2 separate regions of the Mus musculus genome follow, and region 2 is linked to region 1. A link is a contact called in public promoter capture Hi-C data. All regions are on one chromosome and are shown on one strand. The core of a region is the stretch at or near the end of the contact, and the rest is flanking DNA. Distances in the headings are between cores, read along the strand shown. Region 1 holds the start of Hsd17b2 (hydroxysteroid (17-beta) dehydrogenase 2). Region 2 holds the start of Klhl36 (kelch-like 36).

What was found. Promoter capture Hi-C pulls out the DNA fragments that hold promoters and counts their contacts.
Region 2: a contact with region 1 is called in a promoter capture Hi-C map of stem cell-derived epiblast-like cells, with 5 times the contacts expected there. The contact joins the promoter of Klhl36 here to the promoter of Hsd17b2 in region 1. A contact is called at or near these places in 2 of 39 promoter capture datasets (hippocampal neurons and stem cell-derived epiblast-like cells).

What each region holds. Positions count from the first base shown.
Region 1 is chr8:117,696,808-117,703,380 of GRCm38.p6, reverse strand. It overlaps Hsd17b2 (hydroxysteroid (17-beta) dehydrogenase 2), which reads right to left and starts at 1,435. Exons shown (of 5, transcript NM_008290.2): 1 at 1,118-1,435. The coding sequence starts at 1,385.
Region 2 is chr8:119,860,452-119,867,025 of GRCm38.p6, reverse strand. Klhl36 (kelch-like 36) reads right to left here and starts at 4,721. Exons shown (of 5, transcript NM_146219.1): 1 at 4,579-4,721; 2 at 1,947-2,023. The coding sequence starts at 2,006.

The sequences.
Region 1 (6,573 bases), core at 186-2,685:
AGACAGACAGAGACAAACAGAGACAGACAGAGACAGACGTGTACTTAATGGTTCTGTCTTCTTTCGTACAACTGGGAAATACAATAACTACTCGACTTCACTGTTGTATCTTAAACTCAGAGAAGCTGATGTCCTGCCCTTCCACACCCCAGCCAGAACCAAACCGTGCTCACAAGAAGAATCTTTGTTACTGGATTTAAAGTAAAAAAAAAAAAAAAAAAATTGATTCATCAGTCCACGAGTCCCCTGCTGACCACAGCCAGGGGCCCCAGCCACAGGTGATGACTTCCTTATGCAGGGGTGACACCCTCCTCACAAGGTGACTCTGCCGATGGCCTTTCCTCTTCTTTCCAGGCCTTTCTGGGTTAGGATCACTTGAGGGAATTCTAGTTGCAGCTTTCACCAAACAAACCCGTTTTACAACTCCAAGGAATCTAATTTGGCCGCCTCGCGCTTACTGCAGAAGAGCCTGCAGAAGAAGTGAGAGGCTGGCAGCTCAGCTAATGAGCAGCTAGCTCCGTGTGCACGCACTGCCAGTTTGATCTAATTAAGAAGCACTAATACACTAATGACATATAGAGAAAAGGTTCAAACAGGACAACAGGGTGGTTCGTGGTTCGGGACAGCAGCCTGGCAAATTGCAAAGGCTCAAAGTACAGTGGCGTCCCTAGACACACAGTATTGTGCCAAAGCTGACTGGCCACCTTCCTTCCATACATAGAGGGGTGACCAGGCCTAGGACCTAGATAAATAGTCACCTCAGAACAGAATAGCAACCAAGCCTGAAGAAGTCTGTCAGGTATTTCCTGGTACAAGAACACACGTGAAATGATGCTGTTTTACTTATTTATATTTATTCCTAGGAAATTAACACACTCATTGTATAGATCTGTGGCCCTGAGCAATTGTCACGTTTTGTCTTACCACTGGCTCCTTCCAAAGCCCATCCAAACCAAAGGACACGCAAAAAGGCAGTGAGAACCACTCGGGTATGTGCTGCCTGTCATTCACTCTAAGCACTTCCCACTCAAGCCAAAACTGACAGTGTCCCCCCACTGAGGACAGAGAGTATCAGACTCTTCTCCGCAGGACAATCACAGGAATGCTGGCCACTTACCTGTCACCAGCACGGCCTTTTGATCCACAGGTAACAAGTCTTGGTCAGATGAACTCATATACAGAAGAAGGAAGCAGGCCACGGATAAGAGGAACAAGGTGCAGAGGAGGGACAGACTGAGCAGGCAGGCACCTCCCCAGAGGCCAGCGAGACACACCGCCTGGCTCCGCAGCTGCCTGCCACTCCGGCATCCGCAGAGAAGCGTGCCCCCCAGCACTGCAGCGGCAGCCAAGCAGAGCCATGCTGACTCAGAGGCAAACGGGCTCATTCTCCACTGGCCTTCACTTGCTCTGGGCCAGTGAATACTGTGAGTGCAGAAGCTGGCTGGAGGCAGCCCAGGCTTATATGAAGGGAGAGGCAAGCGGGAGGGGGGAACGACAGCCCCCGCACCCTTTGAACAAGCATGTTAAAGGTAGTGATAGGGGAGACTACTCCCAGGATGTAATTTAAACTGTGCACTGTGATATAAATACCTGCTCATTCCCCTAAGGCACTCAACACTTACACATGAGCACACGTACACACACAAACACACACACACACACACACACGTACACACACACATACACACACACACAAATATACACACACCTACACAGACATATAGACATACACACATGCACATACACACAAATAGGCACATACACACAAATAGACACACACACATCGTAACACACAGACATAATACACACACGGACATACACACACATACAGACATACACACACTTACACATACACACATACACGCACGCGCACACGCACCCTCCCACCTGACAGATGTTTACTCAGATAATGATTGACAGACTTGGAATCACAAGAAGACAATCTCCTTTGGATGTGCCCTCTCTGTGTTGGTTGAGTTCTTTTGCTAACTCCGAGTGTATCTGTATGTGTGGCTGTGAGTGTGTGTGTGTGTGTGTGTGTGTGTGTGTGTGTGTTATCCAGGTAATCAGTGAAGCTTGGAAAGTGGATTCTAAGAAGAGAGCATCCCCGATCTGGCCTGTATCTGGAGGACTACTGCCAACTGAGACAGGTTAAGGGCTCAATGAGCCAAAAAAAGGCTCACCTTAGAGGCAGATGGAAGGTGCCTGTGTCTTCCCAGAGGGCAGTTGTGCCAGAGAGAGACCATAGCAATGACAATCAGACTGAGAGAAGCTGTCAGAACCAGTGCTCTGCTCAATTCTGACTCAGTCTACCCTGTTGGAGGCTCTGTTCTTGGTAGTAGGACTCGGTCTCCGAATAGGATGTCCTTACAACATTTCTATTCGTGTGGCAATAACGAGAGAGGCAATCAATAGGAGACTAGAGAGATTAGGAGCCGGAACGCAGCAGGGTGTCAATCCCCGGCATTGCCCTTTGAACCACCCACTGTCTGCTTTCGGTCAAACACAGAAAAGCAACCCCTCCTGTGCTAGTTCCTCCTTTTGCCCAGCTTGCATCTTACACAATCCTTTGTTAGAGTCAGCTTGTAAACTAGAAAATTCAGGCTGGGAGAGGCTGTACTTTATCCAAGAGCAAGGAATCTGAATCCACACACCTGTGACTCACCAGCTCAAGAGCCCTTCTGTAAAAACTGGAGAGATAGTTCAGTCTCTATATATAGGTATCTGGGTATTATATACCATGAGCGCGAACACACACTTACACATGAGCACACGTACACACAAACACACACACACACACACACACACGTACACACACACACACACACACACACACACACACACTCGGACCACCAGTTCCTATACTGACACCCAAGGGGAGCTCCCACGGGATTTGATGGGTGTGGTGCTTACTGGTGTCTGCCTAGGACAAAGCAGGATTCTAATAAAGGCTAGAAACTGAGAAAACTGGAGAGAGAGGAGCTCTCACTTTGTGTTCAGATGGCTCATTTTAAACCCAGTTCAGTTCCCACAGTTGTTAAGGATGAGGTAATCTTGGCTGGGGGATGCTGTCTCTTTACCTGTCAATACACTCTGCCCCACCTGGAACCCTAGATGGGGCCTCAGTGTGGGAAGCCGCAAACGCCATTACAAAATGATGCTGGTTTCAATAAGCCGACACCCATGAATATGGGTAAACAACCAATGTGCGCATGTGCCATAGAGTTTTTGCTGAGTCACTGCCTGGCACGAGGCATGTAAATGAGGTACTGAAAGCATAACCAATCAGGTGTAGACACGCCTCTCCTAGGCCTATATAAGCAGTGCCAGTTCTGGGGCTCGAGGTCTTTTGCCTACACAGTCAATGCCCTCCCAATAAACGTGTTGCAGGAGGATCCAGTTGTGGCGTCTTACTTGCTGGCGAGTCAGGCGTCCCACACCTCAGAAAGGCTACAGGGTTGCATGTTTAAATGAACGAGGACGCTGAGCAGGAGGTCTGGTAGAACACAGGGCCCCTCAGACTACAGTCTTATTCTAGAGAGCAAAGGTGCACAGAGGGACAGAGGTGGTGGGAGGAGTCTGGCACTCAAGACATAGAGGGAAGCAGGGTTTGCTCAGGACCTAACCCAGTGGTGGCACAGTCTGTCGGAAGACCAGTGGGGCCTTGGGTGGGGAGTCAGGGAAATCAGCCTCCAGCTCAGATATAAGTCTAGGGCAGTGCAGCTATCAAGGGAGGATGAGGTAGGACAGCCCCAGGCCCAGGCTAGTTCAAGAACCAAGGGAAACAGGCTAAGAAGCCGGAATCTGTGAGCTACACTGTGGGGTGGGAGCATCGTGAGAGTCGACAGAGCATGTATAGGAGACCTGTGTGGGGTGGTAGCAAGTTACCTCCAATCCCAGCCAGCCTCATGGACACTTGGCTCCATCCCCACAAGCTTAGGGCAGTGGAACTGTGGAATTCTTGAGCAGCCCTAAGCATGTTCTCTCTCACCCACAGATCCCATCCCATCCCAATGCTGACTGCACAGACAGATATTTGATGGGTTGGGGGACAGTCCCATGTGGGCATACGCGGCTAGCTTCGGTTCTTTTGTCAGGACGTTAGCACTGTGGCTTCTGTATCGGAGGGGGGCCAAACACGCCTGTGTGGGTTTCCCGACAGGCTTATACTCACCTGAGACCGGGCAACTCTTTTTCTTCGGGTGGCTCACACAACAGGGGAAAGCTGACTCGGTACAACACAGAAATTGAAGCAGAGATATTTCTCAACCTAAGATGAAGGGGGGGGGGGGAGCTGTACAATGGCCCCACCATTTAAAGGTTTGAGCAGGTTGCCTGCCATTCTAGACTCTTTCCTACTCAATAGAATGGTCCTCTCCCATAGGGATCTTCTGAAAAGCGAAGGACTGACCTGATTCTTCCACCAAGCCTGGCTCTGGTCTACAGCTATGAGCAGAGGCCACTTTCCCTCGCCGATTCAGAGGCTCACCTCCTCTCAGCCCTTACTGCTGGGCAGCGGAGATGCCTTTCCCAGCCTCTTCTTGTTTCCTTGTTTCTCCATTCACTTTGTCACCCAACTCTTCCCTTGGCACCCTTCCCATGATGTCATCTCGAGGGCCACCTGCTCAAACCCCACCCGAATCCTTCCCATGATGTCATCTCGAGGAACACCTGCTCAGACCCCACCCGAATCCCATCCTTTCTGTCAGTTAACAATTCTGGACTGGTTTGTTTATTTTGAGAAATGTTCTTCTGTCTCTTCTATTAGAGCAGGGGTTCTCAACCTCTGGGTCTCGAACCCTTTGGGAATGAAATGGCCCTTTCACAGGGACCACCAGAAAACACCAGATATTTACATTATGAACTAGCAACAAAAATAATTTTATGGTTGGAGGTCACCACAATAAGAGGAACTATGTTAAAGGGTCTCACTCAGCATTTGGAAGGCTGAGGTTTGCTGCTCTAGAAAGTGATTCCTGAGGTCAAGGACAAGCCCCCAGTGCTGTGAGCACTGTGTAATTGTGGAGTTACCAGACAAAAACCTAACTTATGTCCCTCTGATCTTAGAATTCTTTCTTTCCCTGGGGGCTGTCAGGGTCTTAGTCTATCTGAGATCACACAACTCCTCAGCCAGGACTTCCTCTTCTCACCTGTGACATCAGGATTTCTAGTTTGTCCCCATTTTTTTTTTTTTTTTGACGTGGAACTGCCCTCAAGACATGGCCAGTGACCTATATCTGGCAAGCTTTATCCATCTTCCCAAGGAAAAGGAATGGATGAGTCACGTCATTCTTGTTAATGATGTCCCGGGGTCAGTGCCCTGTGACCTTTCTGCGGGTGGAGAAGCCTTTTTAAGAGACACTTCCTGAAGACGATAACTTAACTATAATTAGTTTCTTTTTTTCATTTTTGTGACATAATAACTGACAAGAGGCAACTTAAGAAACTGTCTATGTTGGCTCACAGTTTGAGGGGATACGGTGTGTCATGGCGAGGGGGCTGGGGGAAGGCATGGCAGCAGAAGTGTGAGGCAGCTGGTTACATGGTACCCACAGCCAGGACACAGAGAGAGATGAACACTGGTGTTTAGATCACCTTCTCCTTTTTCTTCAGCCTGGGACCCCAGCTCAGAGATAATACAGCCCACGTTCAGGATGGGCCTCACCACCTCAGCTAAACCTCTCTGGACACACCTTCAGAGACACATCCAGAAGTGTGTTTCCACAGTTGTCAGAGTTGACAATGAAACTTAACCATCACAGTTACCAAAGGAGAGGATTTCCCAAACTGAGCAACAACAAACAAACAAACAAACAAACAAACAAAAACACTAAGAATCTGCAAATGTACAGTTGGTTAGTATCCATGACTCTCGAGTGTGGATGGCAGTGTGCAGAAGTGACTTCCCTTCTAGAGTGGGGATTCCCTCCGAAACAGCCCCACCAAGTGGCCATCGTCGTTACTGTCCGGTGACTCTGGACAAAACAGAGTTCCCTCTGGTGCACTTGATCTGGGCACTTGTTTTCCTTTCCCCTTTGGGAGCCACATACAGACATCTTCCAGAGGCTGGAACACAGCAGCTGGTCCAAGCAGATGTCCCTTAGACAAGGTAGAATAGATTTGCTCTGGAGTTGAGTTCCTCAGTGAGCCACATGCCCCAAAGTCCCAACACCACTGAGATAATGATGCTACAGGCGCTGGGTAGCATTTTGATACAGTGAGTGGCACATGGTAATTCACTGAGCATAGCATGCGTATATATCACTGTGATCCTGACCCAATGGTTAACACAAGGACAGGTTGGTACAGGACATAACATAATCTCAGAAATCTGAGGGCAATGTTGCTGAGAACACGTGCCTTCTGAACACCCAAGGGATGATGAATAGTTTGCATGTTCAACGATAATTTTACAAATATCATATTTTGTATAATTCTTTATTCTACACAGTGAGGAATAACAGGAGAGGGGTGCTCCAACAGCAAAGAGCCGGCCACACAAGCATGAGGACCTGAGTCCAGATCTCCAGAACTGACCTAAAACCTTCAGCATGATGGCATGTGATTGTAATT
Region 2 (6,574 bases), core at 3,472-5,971, 2.2 Mb before region 1:
TACAGCATTTCTTGACAGTATATATATTTCTTGACATTCATAAATAATATTAATTATTATTATTATTATTATTATTATTATTATTATTACTATTTAAGATGGGGTTTCTCTGTTGTAGCCCTGGCTGTCCTTGTTCAGTAGACCAGGCTGGTCTTCAATTCAAGTTCACCCGTCTCTGCTTTCTTGATGCTGGGATTAAAGGCATGTGCTACCATATGTGGCTCTATACAATCAAATGTCAGGGGCAGAGGGACCCTAAGTGGTCAGGAGTGAGAACAGAGTACAGCAGGTATGGGAGGCTGTCTGCTAAGCTAGAACTCGATACCACTCCCTGCAAGGCAACCCGTGTTAGAATGCCTCAGAGAACAATGACATTGCTCTCATGGTGCCACACCGGAGTGCAGGAGCGTCCTACCTTGACATGCTGGTGGCTCCCAAAGCCTCAAGAGGTCTTCCACTGTTTGAAGGGTGCCAGACACATACCGAGTGCCCATCAGTTAATCCAGTGGGACCAGAAAGGAACAGGAAGAGGCAGGAGGATGGCTGTAAGTGCAGCCACCAGCAGCATTTGGTCATGTTCTTTCTCTTTTGCTTAGGAGCTAGTTACATGGGCATCCCTGATGCCCACACTACACACTAGTTACATGGGTGTGCCCACACTGCACACTAGTTACATGGGCATGCCTGATGACCAAACTTACAGAACACATTTATGATTTAGGCAGCTTATTTGTTTTTTTGTTTTCCAGACAGGGTTTCTCTGTGCAGCCCTGGCTGTCCTGGAACTTGCTCTGTAGACCAGGCTGGCCTTGAACTCACAGTGCCTCTGCCTCCCAAGTGCTGGGACCAACGGCATGCGTGCCACCGCCTGGCTTATTTAGTTTATTTTTCACTACTAGAGATCTATGGGCTACAGTGAAACCTCCCACTTCAAAAAAAAAAATGAAAATAAAATCAAACAAAAACATGTTTAAAAAGAAAAGAAAAAGGAAACTTTCTGCACCCCTGAGAGTCATTTTTCACCCCTACTGGGGGCAATATTGCCATCTCAGAGAGTGTGCCACCCAAAACAGTCATGAGGTTTAATCTCTGAAGAGAAACATACATCCAATGTTGGTCCCTAGACTTAGGGTTCTACCTGCCTCTGCCTCCCTAGTGCTGGGCATGCACTACCCACACCCCAACAGGCTGTTTTTGTTTGTTTGTTTGTTTGCTTGCTTGCTTGCTTGCTTTTTGAAAGGGGATCTTGCTATGTAACTGGCTGGCCAGCCAGCTTGGTTCTCATTACACAGCCAGGGCTGGCCTTAAATTCATGATTGTCTTCATTCCTCAGTCTCCAAGTGCTAAGATTATAGATGTGCGGCATGCCTAGCTGGGCAATGGCTTTCTCCCCATCCCCCCACCTCGATTCTCTCCTGGCTGAGAGTGGTTCTAATGAAACCAGCTTGGTGTGGGCTGGTAGCCGCAGACCAGGGAGCCCACATTTGTTCACTTTTGGGGTCCCCGGGGAGCTGGATACATCAGGGAAGAAAGTTTTTGTTTTTTGGGTTTTTTTTTTTTTTTTGGTTTTTTGGTTTTTCGAGACAGGGTTTCTCTGTGTAGTCCTGGCCGTCCTGGAACTCACTCTGTAGACCAGGCTGGCCTCAAACTCAGAAATCCACCTGCCTCTGCCTCTCCAGGGAAGAAATTCTTAAGGTCAGGGAGTTGAGTTCTACTTTAAAGTCAGAGGCTACCTTCTCAATGAGACCCATATTGGTTGGTAAGCCCCACCCGAAGGCAGAAATCCCATGTTTTTTTTTCTGCCACCCTGATGGTGATCTGTAGAATGGAGGGGGCTATACCCAGAGCTCCGCGGCAAACTGACGTGTGGCTATAGTTAAGGAGATGTCAGCCAGAACAAGGTGATCAGAACTGATGCCGTGGGTGGGAAGGGACTGCTCACGTACCTTTGAAGACTCACTGATTTTGTATGGCCGGGATACCCGCATCTGCTTGCTTGCCTCCATTGTGACCAATCTCAGACCTGCAATGAGAATGACATTCCTGAACAGGTAGCGTCTACTCCAGGTTGGCTGGTTGCTGCAGGCCCTGCTGGCAGGCACTGTTGTCAGCAAATGAAGAAACCGTCCTGTGGAGGAGAGTGATGGAGAACAAAATACTGTGTGGGGAAAGTCAGGTTGTCATAACTGCTGAGTGTAAGAAGTCCGCAAAGGGAATTGAGAGAGCAGAAACAGAGAAACCTCAACCACAAGAGCAGATGATATTAATCTAAAAGGTGTCTCAAGACCTGGTACACAGGAGAGCACACAGTACAGTCTAGATTTTTCTGTTTGTTTGCTTGAAACAGGGTTTCTCTGTACAGTTCTGGCTATCCTGGAACTTGCTCTGTAGACAAGAGCTGACTTTGAACTCACTAGAGATCTATCTGCCTCAGTCTCCCGAGTGCTGAGATCAAAAATGTGCAAACACCACCAGACTTAAGTTGTTTTATTTGGGGACTGTGGGGCAGGAGACAGCCCAGTTGCTTTTTTTTAAGACCTTAGGTATCTGTAGGGGTATCAGAGTTTCTGGAACTCTGAGCCCATTTTACAGCCTTGGCTGGGGGCAGGGAGCAACCTCCTTTACTTATATTTAATTCATCAAAGTCTGGACACATCACAGCGTCTAGTCTGTGTCTCGTGTTCATGTTTTCTCCCTTAAATTAAATTTAATTTGTTTATTTTGTAAAAGCCTGGGAGAGTTCAGGTTTTTTGTTTGTTGGTTGGTTGGTTTGTTTTTTTCTCCCCATCTTTCTGGACCCAGGGATTGAACTCAAGTCGTTGAGCTTGGTGGCAAACACCTTCATCCACTAAGCCATCTCAGTGGCCGAACACACCCACCTTTTGATGTTTAATCTAAAGTCTACCTTTTGGCTATGGCAGAGTTTTCGTGACAGTCATCATTGTGGAGTCTGGATTGCAGTGTGGATCCAAGCTAAGGGACTTCCTTGGCTGTCTCAATTCCTCCCACACATGGGAGGGTAATGACAACGGTCCTACTTTATAGATGAGGACATTTCACATTGTCATAACACTAGTTAATGACACCAAACCTGGGCCCTTCACCTCTGCAGGAGACAAGGCCCAGATATGACCAGTGTTACACTTTCAGGTTCTCAGGAGGAAGTGGAGGGTGAGAGACAGTTGTGATTAATGAGTACCAACTCTGTTCTGGGCGTCATCCCCGGGGGCTTCTACGAGCCTTCATTAATTTTCTCCCATTTAACTCCACGAGACTATCCCCATCCTGTCCTTGATTCACAACTCAAGAGGTCACAACGGTGTGTGTGTGTGTGTGTGTGTGTGTGTGTGTGTAAAACAGCCCAGCCCACACAGCATCCAACAGTCGGAGGATGTTCAGGGCCTCCGGTTCCTCTGCGCCCACAGCTGTACTGTCTGGTCATAGGAGGGAGGAATCCACAAGGAGAAACCTCCCCTGAGGTCTGTGCTCTCACACAAACACGAGCAATACTGCTGTGCTGACCTTTCTGATCAAATCTATAGACCTGACACACGATGTCCCATAGTCTTTTAACTATGAGGCAGGCTTTGGAGGACTTGGAAGTCTAGGCGGACACTGGCAGGGGACACCCAGTTAGGAATAAACCTGTTGGGCTAAATTCAGAGAAATTCTGCTTATCCCTCTATCTTCTGGGGTGGGAGCTAACACCTGCAAGTCCCCTACTTACAACTCCCAAAGCCTCCCTCCTCCCAAAAGCCCCTCTCTTTCTAGAAGGCTGGAAAGTGCAGCCTCTCGCTTGTTTCATTAACAGCCCGTGGAGAAGAGTCTGTCTTTTCCTGTCTCAATTCTTTACCCCCTTTTCCTTATAAAACCAACATGGGCTGGAGCTACAAGACAAATTCCCCCCCCCTCCCAGTTCTGCTGAACCCACACGAAGAATCATTTTGTTTCCTACTGAACAAAGAGTCTCTGCTAAAGATAAGTCAGCTGGTTCTGAGATAAATGGGGAGAGCGAGGGGGCTCCAGTGTTCCCATGGAGGAAGAAGTCCGGACATTCCATCCTGTTCCGCTCTCTCTGGGAAAGAAGACACAACTGAATCTTTTCCAGAAAACTAGTAACTTTGTGACTAAGCTGTATCCAGGCAGGAACTCTCCCAGCTGCTGGGGGCCCAGAGAGAAAGGTACCAATCAGCATCTAATTACTGCATACCCCTGATTCTCCCGGTTCACCTTGGCGGTGTGAGAATGGGCACCACTGTTCCCACAGGGCTAAAATCGCACCGTGGGTGGGCAGGTGGCCGAGGGGCCCACCCAAGGTCACAGACAGGAAAACATAGATACCCTCTCTGCCCATCTACTTAGGGCGGCCAGCCAGGTCTCTAGTTCCTCACTGTCTGGAAGCTTTCTTTTCTAGGCCAAGGAATCTAGAGAGAGTTCTCCAGTGCCAGGCTCGCCTTAGTCTCCCGGACCATGTCTGTGGCGCCTAGCTGCGTGCAAGCAGGTGTGGTGAAGGTGCAGAGCCAGAGCCCCCCCACCCGGGATCCCCGGGAGCCAGCACGGAGCCCAGGCGGCACTCACCGTCCCGCGTCCCGCCCCGAAGGTGCTGAGGCGCCGAGGGAGGCGTGGGCCGCACCTGTGCACCCGCGAGCCCGGATCGCGCCCGCTTGCGAGCCGCTACCAGAGCAGCGCACACTGCGGGGCTACCGGGCCCGCCCGAAGCGCAGCCATCCCTCTGCAAGGAAGTGCGAGCCTACACTGTCAATGGCGGCTGGGGGGCGGGGCCGGCAGGCGGGCGAAAGGCGGGGTCTGCAGGATAAGGGGCGGAGCCTCGCCTGAGGGGCAGGCCTGTGAAGGCGGAGTGCAGCTTCAGAGGCGGGGCCTGAGGAGGCGGGAGGCAGGAGGTGTAGCCTTAGGGGCGGGGTCTGTGGATGGGAAGGAGCTGAGCTGGTCAAGATCTGTAAGAGACACCCAGGGTCCCTTACTATTGATGGTGCCTGGCTGTCCCCTAAGTAGGTCAGGCATGCGCCGCAGAAGCTTGCTGGCGCCCACGTCCCAGGCTCCAGGATATGAGGTGGCTCCGTGGGACAAACCTCAGGGTGGGTCGGGAACTCCGGGAAGGCTGTATCCTCCTCATCTTCCCTTGGCTTCTGCTCACTGATTCTGTCAAGAGGCCTTTGTTGACTACTCTGCTAACAGCCACACCCCCTACACTCTGGCCCGCTTTCTGCTTTCTCCATACCTTTATCCCAGTCTATTATTATTACTTGCCCCCCCCCCCCCAAGCTCAGGAGATTAAACCCAGAGCCTCAACCACCACTCCCCTCAACTTTGACCAAGTCGATTCAAAATATTTTAAATAATTCTTTCCTTTTTCTTCCCTCCCTCTCCTCTGCCTGTCTGTTTCTCTGTCTCTGTCTCACTCTCTCGTTCTCTCACTCTCTAGAGCTTTTGCGGCTCTCTTTTTCTCTGTCTCTTTCTTCTCCACTCGAAGCTGTCCAACAAACGTTACAATCCTTGCTGGGCTTTTATGGCAGGTACATACCCTCTCAGTAAACATCTGTTGATCTTAGATCATTGTTAATTCATCTAATAGTTATCAAACGTCACTCATAGCCTGGAAGAACCTTGAAGAGGTTCCTCTACGTGAAAGAATCTAGACACGAAGGACACTCCCAGCTGCATTTGGTGGCACACAGCTGTCATCTCAGCTCTTGGGAGGCTGAAGCAGGAAGATAAAGAGTTCAAGGCCAGCCTGGGCTTCACAGAGAGACGTCTCAGAAAAGCAAACCACTTGAAAACGAAATGCATAAGTAAAACGTTCAAACAGGAAAGCGGGAGAGCCAAGAAGCATGGTAGAGGATGCCAGGGGTGAGGGGGTTGGGACCGTTAACAAAGGAAAATTAGGGACTTTTGGGGGAAGATGATAAAAAAGTTTTGAAATGAGAATATTGTTAGTTGTATACCATGAGAGTATACATTTATGCCTATTATCTATTAAATTTACCTAGAATTTTTAAGAATTTTAAGGTAGATTAAACAGTTCTACTGTTGCTTCAGCTTATTGTCATAGACAGCCTAACATAAGCTATTTTAATAACGTGTACCTTCATATTAGTACCTGAGGTGTTGGGTTTGGAAAGCCAAACTAGAAGATGCACAGCCCTGAGGTGGGGGGCTGTAGTTAAGCCTTGGACCAACCTGGGAATCCACAGGTGACCTTGACCTGTAAAGCTAGCCTGGCCTCCTCCTGTCTCCCTAGGAACGTGGGGTGAACTGATCCCACTTGCTGCCTTTCCATAGCATTCATTCTGTTTCAGTTACAAAAGCAGTGAATGATGGCAAACCACACTGGATTGCACCTGCAATCCTAGCACTCAGGAGGCAGAGGCAGGCGGATCACCATAAATCTGAGGTAGGGCCTTGCTTTGTGGCCAGGGTTGGCTGGAATTCTTGGTCCTCCTGTCTCAGCCTCCTAAAGTCTGGGATTATATCATCTCTAAACAACAACAACAACAATAACAGCAATACTAATAATAATGCCATTGCTGGTTATGATGTGCGGGTTACAACCCTG